Regions from separate parts of the Sus scrofa genome. Here region 1 is linked to region 2. The links are chromatin contacts, called in public HiChIP or PLAC-seq maps. All regions are on one chromosome and are shown on one strand. The core of a region is the stretch at or near the end of the contact, and the rest is flanking DNA. Distances in the headings are between cores, read along the strand shown.

Region 1 (5,982 bases), core at 991-3,490, 300 kb after region 2:
CAACCAGTAGGCAGGCAGCATGGTGCTTTTGCCCAGAGCCAGCACTCAGCAGTCTGTCATCCTTGACTGTGACCTGGGGCCAGCCACCCATGCACATAACCCCCACCCCCACTTGCTGCACAGTGAAAGTCTCTGATCCTTTCTGTCCACACACACGTGATGTCCACCTTGTGTGTGTTGAGAGGTTGGAGACGGAGCTCTGGAATCCAGGCATGCAGCCATGGGCAGGGGGATGTGAGCATCACTGGACCACTTCTGGCCAGTTCTGAGTTCCCTCCGTTGCAGAGTCCCCCAGGCGGTCACAGAGGGACTGCCCTACGGAATAGGGACAGTTAAACACAGTTGGGTCGGAAGGGGCCCATAGGACCTGAAGAGAGAGCATGGACTCTTATTGGTAGCTCCCCACCCTATTTAATAGAGCGCTCCAGGCTGTGAGGTGGCTCTGGAAGGCACTAGGCTTTGCTAAGACCACTTGCAATAGATGTGATCTAGACAAACAGCGGCCTGGCTATCGAGCCAAATTACACTTTGTGTTCATAGCTTCATTTGTGGAAAGCTCTCAAGCTCTTCCCAGAGAAGAAGATGACATCGGTCTGCTGAAGTGCAGGGGGTGTGGAGTGAATGCTTTCCACAGCTTTCCTTCTCCACCCTCCTGTCTCTGACTGCTTTCCGCCCAAAGTAAATACAAGTCTTAGGGCGGAGGAAGAGCAAAGGTCATATTTTAGCTTTATGTATTTTTTTGGACAGAATGGCCTTTGGAGGCACTGAAAAATGGGAACGGAGGCGTCTTTAGTACTTAAGAAAGAGGCTTATCTCATTTTCTGAAACATACAAAGGTCAAACAGATTTTGGGTCTAGGGAGAAAAGATTTCCTTTTCACAGTGAAGTTGAAGGTGGTTTAGTGTGTGTCTTGGGGTTGTATTTTAAAGGATCCTTTGTAAAATGAATTCTAAATTGTGTCCAGTTTTGAGATTTTGAATTGATGTAATGAATTTTTCTTAAAGTCAACTTCTTCAAAAGTGGCAGGATGAAGTAATTAACAGAGATTCAAAAAGGAAGTGGTGAAAGTCGGACGGTTGAATTCATTTAAAACATACTAAGTATAGGTTATTCTGTAACAGTTGTAGTGTTCTGAGAAGGAGGAACCGGAAAAGAGCCTCGTGTTTACTTGGTGGCGGCATGTCGTGGAGCTAATGCGACTTCTGCAGCCCCCCCGACTTCACTGCGGGGGAGGGGGTGTCTTGGGCTGTTTCAGACCCTGCTGCAGCCACATTAGGAAGCACTGGACCATTTTTGCACACGGTTTGGCAGAGCCAAGAACATCCTTGAGGCTACTCTGAAGATCCGTTCCTTCTTTATGTTGTACACTGATTGTGAGTAGATGAATCCTATTGAATGAATCTTTGCTAGTGAGTTTCTGGGACATGACAGTTGCTGCCACATTGGATGTTCATGCAGGAGTTTTAAAAAAGAAGTTAAAAATGCTTTGCACATGAAACTTTTTGCAAATGATTGTGGGGAAGAAAGATGGTCTTTGACAGTTGTCTCCTCTTTTACCTTCTAAGTAGTCATCCAAGTTAATGTTCCTTTGTAGATTTAGAAAGCACCGAATACAGCAGCCAGTAAAACCAAGAAAACTCTGGTTCAAAGAAGACGCTGGTTTCGAGAGCACAGATTTCTTTCATGTGAGCAGTACTCCTCTGACGTAGCATCCTCCCAGGGGGGCCTGCTCTCCTGTCAGCTGGTCCTTTGGGATTCAGATCATTTTCTAGAGACATAACCTGTCACAAAGTTGTTCTCCAGGAAGCCATTTCTGTCAGCAACTTTTCATACGTGCCATGTAATTATCTTGTCTTCCAGTACAAAAAAGTGTGGTTTTCAGGAAAGCAGACCTTACACGCTCATTCTAGATTTTCAAAAGCTAAGCAGGCTGGTTCTCTAACCCCTGGCATCGCTCCTGAACTCATTTATCTTTTGCGAGGAGGATGCCCTGAGCACAGCACGTGGGCTCTTGCAGTGTGCTCAAAATTCAGGCCTGACGTGGGTTCTCCTCCTTTCTTGTCTTTTCTGAGATCAGGAAACCCTGTCTTTTTTTTAACCAGGTTCTGAATACAGCCTCTGACTGTCTTGGGTAAGACCCAGGCTGTAGCTGCTGTGGATTGTAGGAGAGGAAGGTCTGATCCTCTTCTGAGAGGCTCTCGTGGTTTTTGAGTCCTAGCGATTATGAAGTTTTAATTTACTTCTCAAGAAAAAGAGGAAACTCTTTGGGCTCCCGCCCTGGCCTACCCTGGAGTGTCTCCGTCATCATCCCTGCAGAGATCAGTACCTCACTGCACAGGCCAGGAGCCCTGTGCAGGGGAGAACCCTCGGGAGGGAGAGGGGCTGGTGGTCTCCTGTAACTCCTTTACCAAACACCCCCTCCCCACTTGAAGTCTCAGAGTCTGTGACTCAGTTTGCCCTTCTGAGAGGACCCGTGGCTAAGGCTCTCCTGACTGGTGGGCGGGTTCCTTCCCCTCTGTGTCCCGGTGTCCTAGTCACAGGGCCGCTGTGGGCACAGAACAGGTCCTCCCTCATCAGTCTGCTTATGAACACACGAAATCAATTTTGTCCCTGGCAAAAGGAGCCAGGGCAGGTTCTGCGCATGGGGAGGCTTTGGCCTTGGGTTTCAGAGAGGCCCCACTGACCCTGACTCCCCCAGCTCCTACTGCTGTGCCCAGGGGAAGCCACCAGGCCCTTCGTACTGGCTTGTTGTCCTCGAGCATAAAATGAGAAGTGAGACAAAGCAAATGCTGTCAGTGTCTCACGAAATTCAGAAATGCAATTCTTACTTTGGGACATTGACTTAGTGTCTTTACCTGCTGGCAAAGAGGTAGAAAGCTTTCAGAAGTGTAATGCTTAGCTGTTGGGAGGCACTGTCACCTGCAGATCCACTTACCAAAGACGAGAAGTAAGCAACTTCATGGCTGTAGTGACAGTTGTTGAGAAAACCGGATTCTGCTCTTAAAAATGTATGTGTGCAGCCTAAAGCCTGGTACTCTGCCTGCTCCACCCACACTGAGGTCCCATGATGCTCTGCTCGGAGCTGCTGGGCATAGCTCTGGGGGAGGGAAGCCTGTGTTCCCTAGAGCCACTGTCCCAGACGTGTCACTTCCAGTGCAGCCTCTGCTGAATAGAGAGCCTTAGTGGGCACATGTGTGCAGAACCTGTATGGCAGGAACGTGGATGCTGACAGCGGCCCCAAGCCACAGCCACGAGGGCTGTCTCTGGGCCCCACTCTAGGAGGGGAGGACTTGGGGACAGCCTCCGGGGAACATGCTCAGAAACCGGTCCCTAGCTGGGGGCTGTTTTTAAAAAATCTGTGTGTGCATATATACACATATATTTTTAAGAAGTTTTTAGACAAATTTTGGATTTACAGAAGAATGGTGAAGATGATAGCGGGGTTTCATACCTGTGCCCAGTTTCCCCTATTAGTAACATCCTTCATTAATAGGATAGCTTGTGATACTAATGAACTAATATTGATCTGATATCAATATTACATAGTATTATGTGAATGTAATTTTGAACCTGTATTGTTAGGATTAATGACCTAATACTGACTAACTGAAGCCCATACTTTGTGGAGGTCTCCTTAGTTTCTCCCTGTTCCAGAGTCCCATCCAGGATCATGTGGCATTTAGTCGTGGTGCCCCCTTAGGCCCCCTGGGCTCTGACACCTTCTGGTCATTGGTTTTTTTTTGTTTGTTTGTGGGTGTTTTGTTTTTTTTTTTTTTGTCTTTTTAGGGCCGCACCTGTGGCATGTGAAGGTTCCCAGGCTAGGGGTCTAATCGGAGCTGTTGCCACCAGCCTACGCCAGAGCCATAGCAACATCTGCAACCTACACCACAGCTCACAGCAAAACGGGATTCTTAACCCACTGAGCAAGGCCAGGGTTCGAACCCGCAACCTCATGGTTCCTAGTCAGATTCGTTTCTGCTGTGCCACGACAGAAACTCCTGGTCATTGTTATTTTTGTTCCTGTTGTTGATGGCATCTTCACTCTTCCGCTCTCACTGCTGCGCTGTTGTGATTCTCATCGGTAGTTTAAGCTCCTCCCTCATTCATCCACAAGGAGGGGTAATTGGCTGCAGCCTGAGGCTGCGGTCCCCGAGGCGGCAGCAGGACAGGGCTTAGGCTCAGGCCCCAGACGTGAGAGTCTTTCAGTCTCGTCACTCGGAGGCTCAGAGGGGGTTTGCCAGTCTGCGTGGAGGGCTTCTTGTCCCTGTCACTGCTGGCAGGTTGCCAGACTGCCCCGCAGGGGATGTAGATACTGGGGCTGCACAGGATAGGGAGTGGACATTTGTGAAATCTGATTGTGTTGTTCTAGAGCTCTTGAAGTGGGCAGTTCAGTGTCTCTGCTAAGTTATCACTTAGGTGCCGGATGGGTCACAGCGAACGTATATAGACTTAAACTGTGTTTTTTAACTGTGTTTTCAGGTTCTGCAGTCAGATTGAGAACTGACTGTGCTTTTCAAATTATTTCACATAATCGATTCCAAAGAAGATGGAAAGTGTACACATAGCACTTTCCTGAGTCCGGCCATGTTAGTCTTAAGGGATTCTTTGACGTCCCTCCCATCATTTCTAGAAAGAGTTCTGAAAGGCCCTTCGTTAGTAGAATTGAGACCATTCTCATGAGACTTGGGTAGTACCGAAAAGTCCTCAGAAGATGGTTTTTCAAGTAGACAGGGAGAGGGGGGTGACTGTCAGCCTTGCAGTGTGAGCAACAGGGCTGCACAGACTCTGCTGTGGGGACCCACATGCTGAGCAACAACTCCCTGGGCGCTTGTAAGCCCGGGTCCTGAGTCAGACCTTGGGGAGTCCTGCTTCATCGCCTGCTGGCCTTGTCCACTGAGGCTGATGACAGCCTCCTTGCTTCAGGCTCCTGATGTGTAACGGGGCTGTGGTTTGGGTTGGATGGCCCTGTGTGGGGAGGCCCCTAGACCTGACGCAGAGTAGGTACTTAAGATGGGGCACATGCAGAGCAGGGGGCAGTCAGCCTGTGCTGGTGGTGAAGAGCAGGCCCCCCCCCACCCCCCACCCCCATCACTGGGCTTTGTTTTCGCTTTTAAATCCCCTATCAACGCTGCCCCACCTCCCGTCCCCTGCCTGCCCAGGGTGGGCTGCTCCGTCCCCACCATGTTGTCACGCTTGGGACATGAGGGCACACCTGCCCTGTAAGTGTGCGTCAGTGTCATCGTGGCTGACATCACCTCATGCCCATCATACTGTATGTTAATACCTGCTCTAAAATTGATTAAACTTGCAGGCATGTTGGAATTAGAGCACAAAGAACTTACTTTCCCTTGAACTGTTGACTCTAATGAGCATCTCCTAAAAAAAAGGACCTTTTCCTGTACAACCATGACACCGCCATCAAAATCAGATAACTGGCCCTCAGGCCCTGCAATGTCCTTCGCAGGGAAGGGATCCAGTGAGGAATCATCTGTGACGTTTAGTTGTCACATGTTAGTGTCCTTCAGCCTGGAGCTGCTCCTTGGTCCTTCCTTAACTCCTGGGACCTAACATTTTGGAAGATTCCAAGCCAGTTATTTTGGAAAATGCTTCTCACTTTGGATTTGTCTGGTGTTTCCTCACAATTATGCTCTGGTTCTCGGCAGGTGTGTCACAGGAGGGCTGTCATGTCCTCCTCACACCAGCCCGTCAAGTGGCGTAGTTTAATGTCCTGTTGATACAGGGTTCACTTTGACCTCTGGGTTAAGGTGTGTCTGCCTGATTTCTCCCTTGTAGAGGGAGTTGTCCCCCCTTCATAATTAGTAAGTGCTTTGGGGGAAGGTGCTATAAAGATGCTCTTTGTCACCTAGCCCTCCTCACTTGTGTCAGCTAGAACTTGTGGTTTCCTGCTGAGTGGATTGGGCTCTGTGGCCATCACCATTTATGCCGATGCTCAGGTTGTCCCTCACATGGCAGCATGCGCCT
Region 2 (6,496 bases), core at 3,634-6,133:
AATTCTGGAGGCCCAAAGCCCTGAATCAAGTTCCTCAATCAGGGCTGCACCATCCAAAATCCCTAGGGGAGGATCCTTCCTGCCTCTTCCAGCAGGGTGGGTCCAGGGTTCCTTCACTTGCAGCTGCATCACTTCCATCCCTCCCTCTGCCTTCACGTCACCTTCTTCCATCTGTTTCTATATATTCAATCTCCCCTCTCCTTTTCTTGTTAGAACATCAGTCATTGGAGTTAAGGCTCATCCTAAATCCATGATGATGTCATCCTCAGATCCTTAGCTTAATTACATCTGCAAAGACCCTTTTCCCAAATAAGATCTCATCCATAAGTACTAAGGATTAGATTTGGACCTAATTTTTTTTTTCAGGGAGGACCACAACTCAACCCATTTGACTGTGTACTTTTCTTTTTACAATGTGACTCATGTTGTGTCAGCATCAGAGGGTGGGGACGCTGCCCATGTGTTTCCAAGTTGGATCCCCAAGGCCTAGAATAATGCCTGGCGAAAGGTGACTCAGTAAATACTTAGAGAATGAAGGAATGAGGCAGCTTGTGTGTGGGATGCTGTTGGCTCAAGCCAAGTCAGCCACTCACCAGTTCAAAGGGAAGGTCCAAGAGCAATCTAGTAGATGAAAGTCAGCTGCAAATATCAGGTAGACCCAAGGATGAAGGTCACTGGCTATCCAGGAGCTATTAGGGGAAAATGCAGAGGGCTTCAGCCAGACTAGGAGGTTTGTCATTGAAACCCGTTATTGTTAGTTACCAGTTGTTGGATCTCATCCTCGCCTGTGTGGATGACCTGCACTGATGCAGATTCTTAGCACGCCAGCTCAGGGATTCAGAACCCTGGTGGCTGGACAAAGAAACTTTAGGAAGAGTGAAGATTACCTCCCACCCCCGGTGGGGTGCTGGCAGTAATTCCAGCCCAGGGATTTACTCACTGGGTGGAAGGACACTCAACCTGTGGGCACCAGCCACCTGTTTCAGAATCACCTGGAGGGTATAAGTCAAAACTTCACATTCTTGGGCCTCGCCCCAGACTTTTCCAACCAGAAAGAGGGCTAGCCCTCTTTCCAACCTAGCCCTCCTGAAAGAGGGCTAGGGTACTGTCGAGGAGCCAGTGGACCTCAGTCTCTTATACCGTAACCCCTGGGGTTTTTTTCCCCTCCTCCATTGTCGACATCCCACAGGATTGCTATGGCCACTGTCCTCACTTCAGGCAGTTGTGTCAGAGTTGGTTGGCCTGCCTCAATTTCTTGCCTCTCTATTTTCTCTTTTATACTGTCACCAGAGTTAAAAAAAAAAAAATAGAGATGGCACTATTTCTGCCCCCTAAACCTTTGAATGGTTTCTCCATCATTTAGCAAGTAGATACCGCTAGTTGCAAACCCAACAGCCATTTTTCCCTTATTTTTTTCTAATAGAACCCTGATTTCATCCAGGCATAGAAGGGAAATGTTCTCACAGAAGGTGGGCCCTACCCCACCACAAAGGACTAATTGTGATGGCTGTCTAAACAGTCTTCATATTGTCGTTTTGCCATTTGCCAGAGATTGGTTCAGAGAGAGGTAGGTCACCCAGTTCTGTCCAATGAGACATTACAGGAACATCCTGGGGGCTTCTTTGAAAGATCCTTGATCCTGATTTTTCAAAAGAGACAAAAAGGAAAAATTCCCCCATTTTCCCCTCCGTAGCAGCTGCCTATGGTTCCCTGCAGCAAGCACATCCCTTGGTCCACTGTGGTTTCATGTGATTTCAACTGTATCCATAGTGGATATTCTTAGTTACCAGTTGTTTATCTCATCCTCTCACCATTGGTGAGGGAGGAATTCCTACCCTAGAGTTCTGGGGGTGGCTGAGCGCCCAACACTGGACAAGATGAGGTCAAGGCCATTTATAGTCACGTATGCTCATGCCTGGGAAGGGGACACAGCATACGATGCAGGACACAGGGCTTCACTAGGGATCAGAGCCATCAAGCAGGGCTGTGGGAAGCAGGATTTGTAGTATCAAAAGTTTGGGGTGCCCCATGGTTCTCCCGGGAGAATAGGATAGTCTTGTTCAAATAACTCCGTGGTCTGGCAGGAAACTGAGTCTTACTCAGGGATAAACAGCAGCAGGACCTATTCCCAGGATGAGGAGAGTTGTTTGGCTAGTGGACCTTATCTGTGGGAGCAGGGTGGGGAGGAGAACCAGCCCTCCCAGCTTCAGATATCAAAGCAGCACATACTACTGAATATTAATTTCAAGCCTGGCACCACAACGATGGGCATTCTTAAGTGCTCCTACTCACCCTGAGCTGACAGCATCCCACCTCAGGCACACACACTATGCTTCTTTACATCTTGGCCTTTGAGTCTTCTCCTATGCCACGCCTGCCACCTCACACACCGGCATTCTTTGCCCTTCCAGCTATGGGAACAGTGGATGAAGACTCCAGAAGCCTCAGTCTTCCAAGAGGGCAATCCTGGCTATATTCTGGGCACTTTCCAGTACATCCCAGCAAAACTTAGCCCCTGGCACCCACAGCAGAAGCTCAATGACACATCCTTGTATTGGTTTTTCCTCCTTCTCTGCCTCATGTCCCCAGTTCCTCCCTCCCAGTTTCTGGACCAAATAAATGATAAATGATACATTTATCATTTGTAAATGTATCATTTATAAAGTGTATCATTTATAAATGATATCAGGCTCTACTTTGGAGGGAATCTAGAATAACGTCCCTTCCTTGGACCTAGACACAGTTTTATGAAGAAATGATGTCATACCTTGAGAGGACAAAGTTGAGGATGAAAGCCAACATGCCCAGGATGGCAGAGTGGAAATATGAGATGAGTTGGGGGCCCTGGTGACATCCCTGAGATGCTAACCCCAAACAACTCCTCCCTCCATTCTTGTTGGAAGGAGATGATGGATCCCCACTCCATCATTTAGGCCACTTTCATTGGAAAACCCTAAGTGATCCACAAGAATTTCCAGAACATCCATATCAATAGCAGGCAAAAAACCACTTGAATTTTGGGCAAGAGAAGCCAGAAGTCTCAGATATGAGGTCAGCTGGAAGCATCAGCTGTCACAGAAGCATCTCTCGGGAATCCTCCAGAAGGGGAGCACAGGAGTCCAAATGTGCCATCTGCCAAAGCCAGTCCCCAAGTCTCAATATGTGGCGAGCATAACTATTTGTCATAACTTTGGCCATTCTCATTCCATCTTGTTCTCTTCAGCTGTCACTTGAATTTCTCCAGCATGATTCCAGCCCACATAATTGTAGAGGGAATTCTTCATCAGAGTTGCACAAGCACAATTATAGCCACGAATGACTGAGATTCTCATGACAACAGCCTCTGGAAATCAACCACGTTTGAGCGTCTCAGCTGCGTGTCAGCTACTGCCATGCAACTGGCATGTAGGGTTTTGCGTGGAATCTGTAAACCATTAAATAAGACGGAGGCTCTGAAAACATGGTTCCCTGGTGCTCTCTGTACTCAGCAATAACGTGAGAGATTAGAGATCTATTTTTACTCTTTGGAAGATACTAATTAGCATTTAGCTGATTTACCCCAATTAGGCAAATAGTTGTTTAATGAGAAATCTTCACAAGTTAGAAGGCTCACATTACCCTCCCAGAGGAATTAAAGAAACCCCCACAAAGCCTGGTGGGGGAGTGAGAACAAGTGTCTCCTATATATTTATAGGGATTTACTAGCATGAACAATTAGCATCCATTTTCGGATTTGAGCTTGTTCTCGCTTGTGCTCCTAACAATACCTACAGAAGTTCTAGGCACTCCTTAGCTCTTGCTGAATTGTCTTAATTGCGGTCCTATAATCCTCACTGAGCAGAACTGGGGGTACAATGACCAATAAGGCCACCCTGTCTTCTAGCCTTCAGCATCAGAGCTGTTTGACTGGAAGCAAGACACAGCCCCTCTATGACTCAGTATCCTCATATGAAAAATGAGGACCGTATACCCAGCCTCAGGGTCTCCAGCCTGTGCTGGTGCACAGAAGCCCACCCTTTGGAGGGCCCTGAGCTTGCGTTAATGCTCTGCTGTGGCCACCTTGAAATTATTAATAGTTTGTTGTTGTTGTTGTTGTTTGTCTTCTCTAGGGCCGCACCTGCGGCATATGGAGGTTCCCAGGCTAGGCGTCCAATCGGATCTGTAGCTACTGGCCCACGCCACAGCCACAGCAACTTAGGATCCAAGCCGGGCCTTCAAACTACACCACAGTTCACAGCAATGCCAGATCCTTAGCCCACTGAGCAAGGCCAGGGATCAAACCCACAACCTCATGGTTCCTAATCAGATTCATTAACCACTGAACCATGACGGGAACTCCTATTAATACTTTTTGAACAAGGGGTCCCACATTTTTATTTTTCACTTGGCCCCACGAATTGCACAGCCCATCTTGGGGACAGAAAATTACACACTGTGGAGACTTATAAGGGTTAAATAAGAGAATGTATTGAAAGTATGGAACATAAAGCTTTACATAGGATAAGTTCTCCAAAATGGTATAACCATCCCAACTAAGTAGTTAAATCCAAAACAAATGTACTTTCTGAAGGCCTCATACCCACCTGATCTAAGAACAATTAAATTCTGCTTAACTTTGGAGTTCCTGTCATGGCTCAGTGGTAACAAACCTGACTAGTATCCATGAGGACTCAGGTTCCATCCCTGGCCTTGCTCAGTGGATTAAGGATCTGTCTGGCCTTGCTATGGGCTGTGGCATAGGCTGGCAGCTACAGCTCAGATTCAACCCCTAGCCTGGGAACTTCCTTATGCTGTGGGTGTGGCCCTAAAAGGAAAAAAAAAATTCTGCTTAACTTCCTTTAAAAAATGCTGTGAGTACATTTCTGACCTCAATTCTGTATCTTAATTTTCTTTTGCATGGGGTGGGGCCTTGAGGGGGTTGGTTGTTTGTTTTTTATGGCCTCACTGGCAGCATATGGAAGTTCCCAGACCAGGGCTTGAATCCAAGCCACAGCTGTGACCTATACCACATCTGCAGCAATGCTGGATGAGCCAGGCTAGGGACAAAACCTGTGCTCCATAGCAACCCGAGCCACTGCAGTTGGATTCTTAACCCACTGTGCCACAGCAGGAACTCCCACATTTTAATTTTCAAATAATTAACATGGTCTGTTTTATTGCTTGCAGTCACTTTTGTCAAAACTTCCTCCTCTTCACAGCTCCTGCTTGCTTAAGTTTTTCGGGGCTTTTTTGGGGTTTTTTTTTTTTGGTTTTGGTTTTGGTTTTTGGTTTTTAGGGCTGTACCCATGGCATATGGGGGTTCCCAGTCTAGGGGTCAAATCAGAGCTACAGCTGCCAGCCCACACCACAGCAACAGGAATGCAGGATCCGAACCAAGTCTGCGACCTACACCACAGCTCACGGCAACACTTAACCCACTGATCGAGGGCAGGGATCAAACCCACAACCTCATGGTTCCTAGTAGGATTCATTTCTGTTTCTGCTGCACCACGATGGGAACTCCTGGCTTAAGTTTTGACCAAGGCCTTTGACCAGACTGATCAGATTCCCAAATACTTAAGTGGTTCTTTCAATTCAATCACTTTCCTTCCTTGATTGAACCAATTAATTTTCCCCAAGTGCTTTCAGAGGTAAGCCACCCAGAGAACAGCTGGGATTACAAGTGAAGACGTTTCTTTGGTTTCTTATCTCCACAAAGTGATAACTTTGATATATGTCCACAGTTCTGAAATCCATCTAAAAAATCGGAAATAAAATTGTAGCCAAAAGATTGGGTTGCAAAAGCAAACCTGAAACTGATGTGGGGCTCTCTGCAGCCTGTTTAGAATGATGCTCTGCATGTGACATAAAATACCACATATAAACTGAATCTTTCTCAACTCAAAAGAAAAATTCTGAATTCTGAAGTACATCTGACCCCACGTTTTTGGATAAGAGACTGTGGCCCTATATCAAGTTTACATCATCCTTTCACAGCTTGCGCCCCAACCAACAAAGCCACACAGTAAGCACAGGTGCTGAAACTGGGAGAGGTACTTGCACACACGAGTTGTGTTCATCATGGCATTATTCATATTAGCTGAAAGGTGGAAGCAACTTAAGTGTCCATTGACAGATGAATGAATAAACAATGAATAAACAAAATGTCTACACACACAATGGAACATTAGTCACCCTTTTTTAAAAGAGTAAATTCTGACACAAACGATAACACAAACCTTAAAGACATTACACTAAATGAAACAAGTCAGTCACAAAAGGACAAATATTAAAATATGTGAGTTGAATGAGGTACCTATATCAAATTCATAGAAATAGAAAGTAGAATGGTGTTGCCTGTGTTTAGGGGGAGGGGAAATGGGACTTTTGATTAATGGGTAATGGGTTTGGAGATTGGGAAGAGGAGAATGTTCTGGAGATGGGTGATAGGAGGTGATGGTTGTACAACACTGTGAATGTACTTAATGCCACTGGACTGCAAATTTTAAATGGTTTA

What was found. HiChIP or PLAC-seq counts read pairs in DNA pulled down with a chosen protein or histone mark.
Region 1: an H3K27ac HiChIP or PLAC-seq map of alveolar macrophages shows a contact between it and region 2. The contact joins two enhancer-like sites. A contact is called at or near these places in 1 of 47 Hi-C or Micro-C datasets (heart right ventricle) and 1 of 2 datasets of contacts at active chromatin or transcription factors (alveolar macrophages).

What each region holds. Positions count from the first base shown.
Region 1 is chr16:3,758,336-3,764,317 of Sscrofa11.1, forward strand. All of the region lies in intron 9 of TRIO (triple functional domain protein), which reads left to right. Among named protein-coding and RNA genes, the nearest start is that of TRIO, 70 kb to the left of the region's middle. Within about 2 kb of position 2,241, at least 11 of the 83 cell types and tissues checked have an H3K27ac peak or open chromatin away from gene starts, as enhancers often do. A contact at or near this core is called in alveolar macrophages, where this site is marked.
Region 2 is chr16:3,458,133-3,464,628 of Sscrofa11.1, forward strand. No RefSeq gene overlaps it. Among named protein-coding and RNA genes, the nearest start is that of DNAH5, 95 kb to the left of the region's middle. Within about 2 kb of position 4,884, at least 1 of the 83 cell types and tissues checked has an H3K27ac peak or open chromatin away from gene starts, as enhancers often do. A contact at or near this core is called in alveolar macrophages, where this site is marked.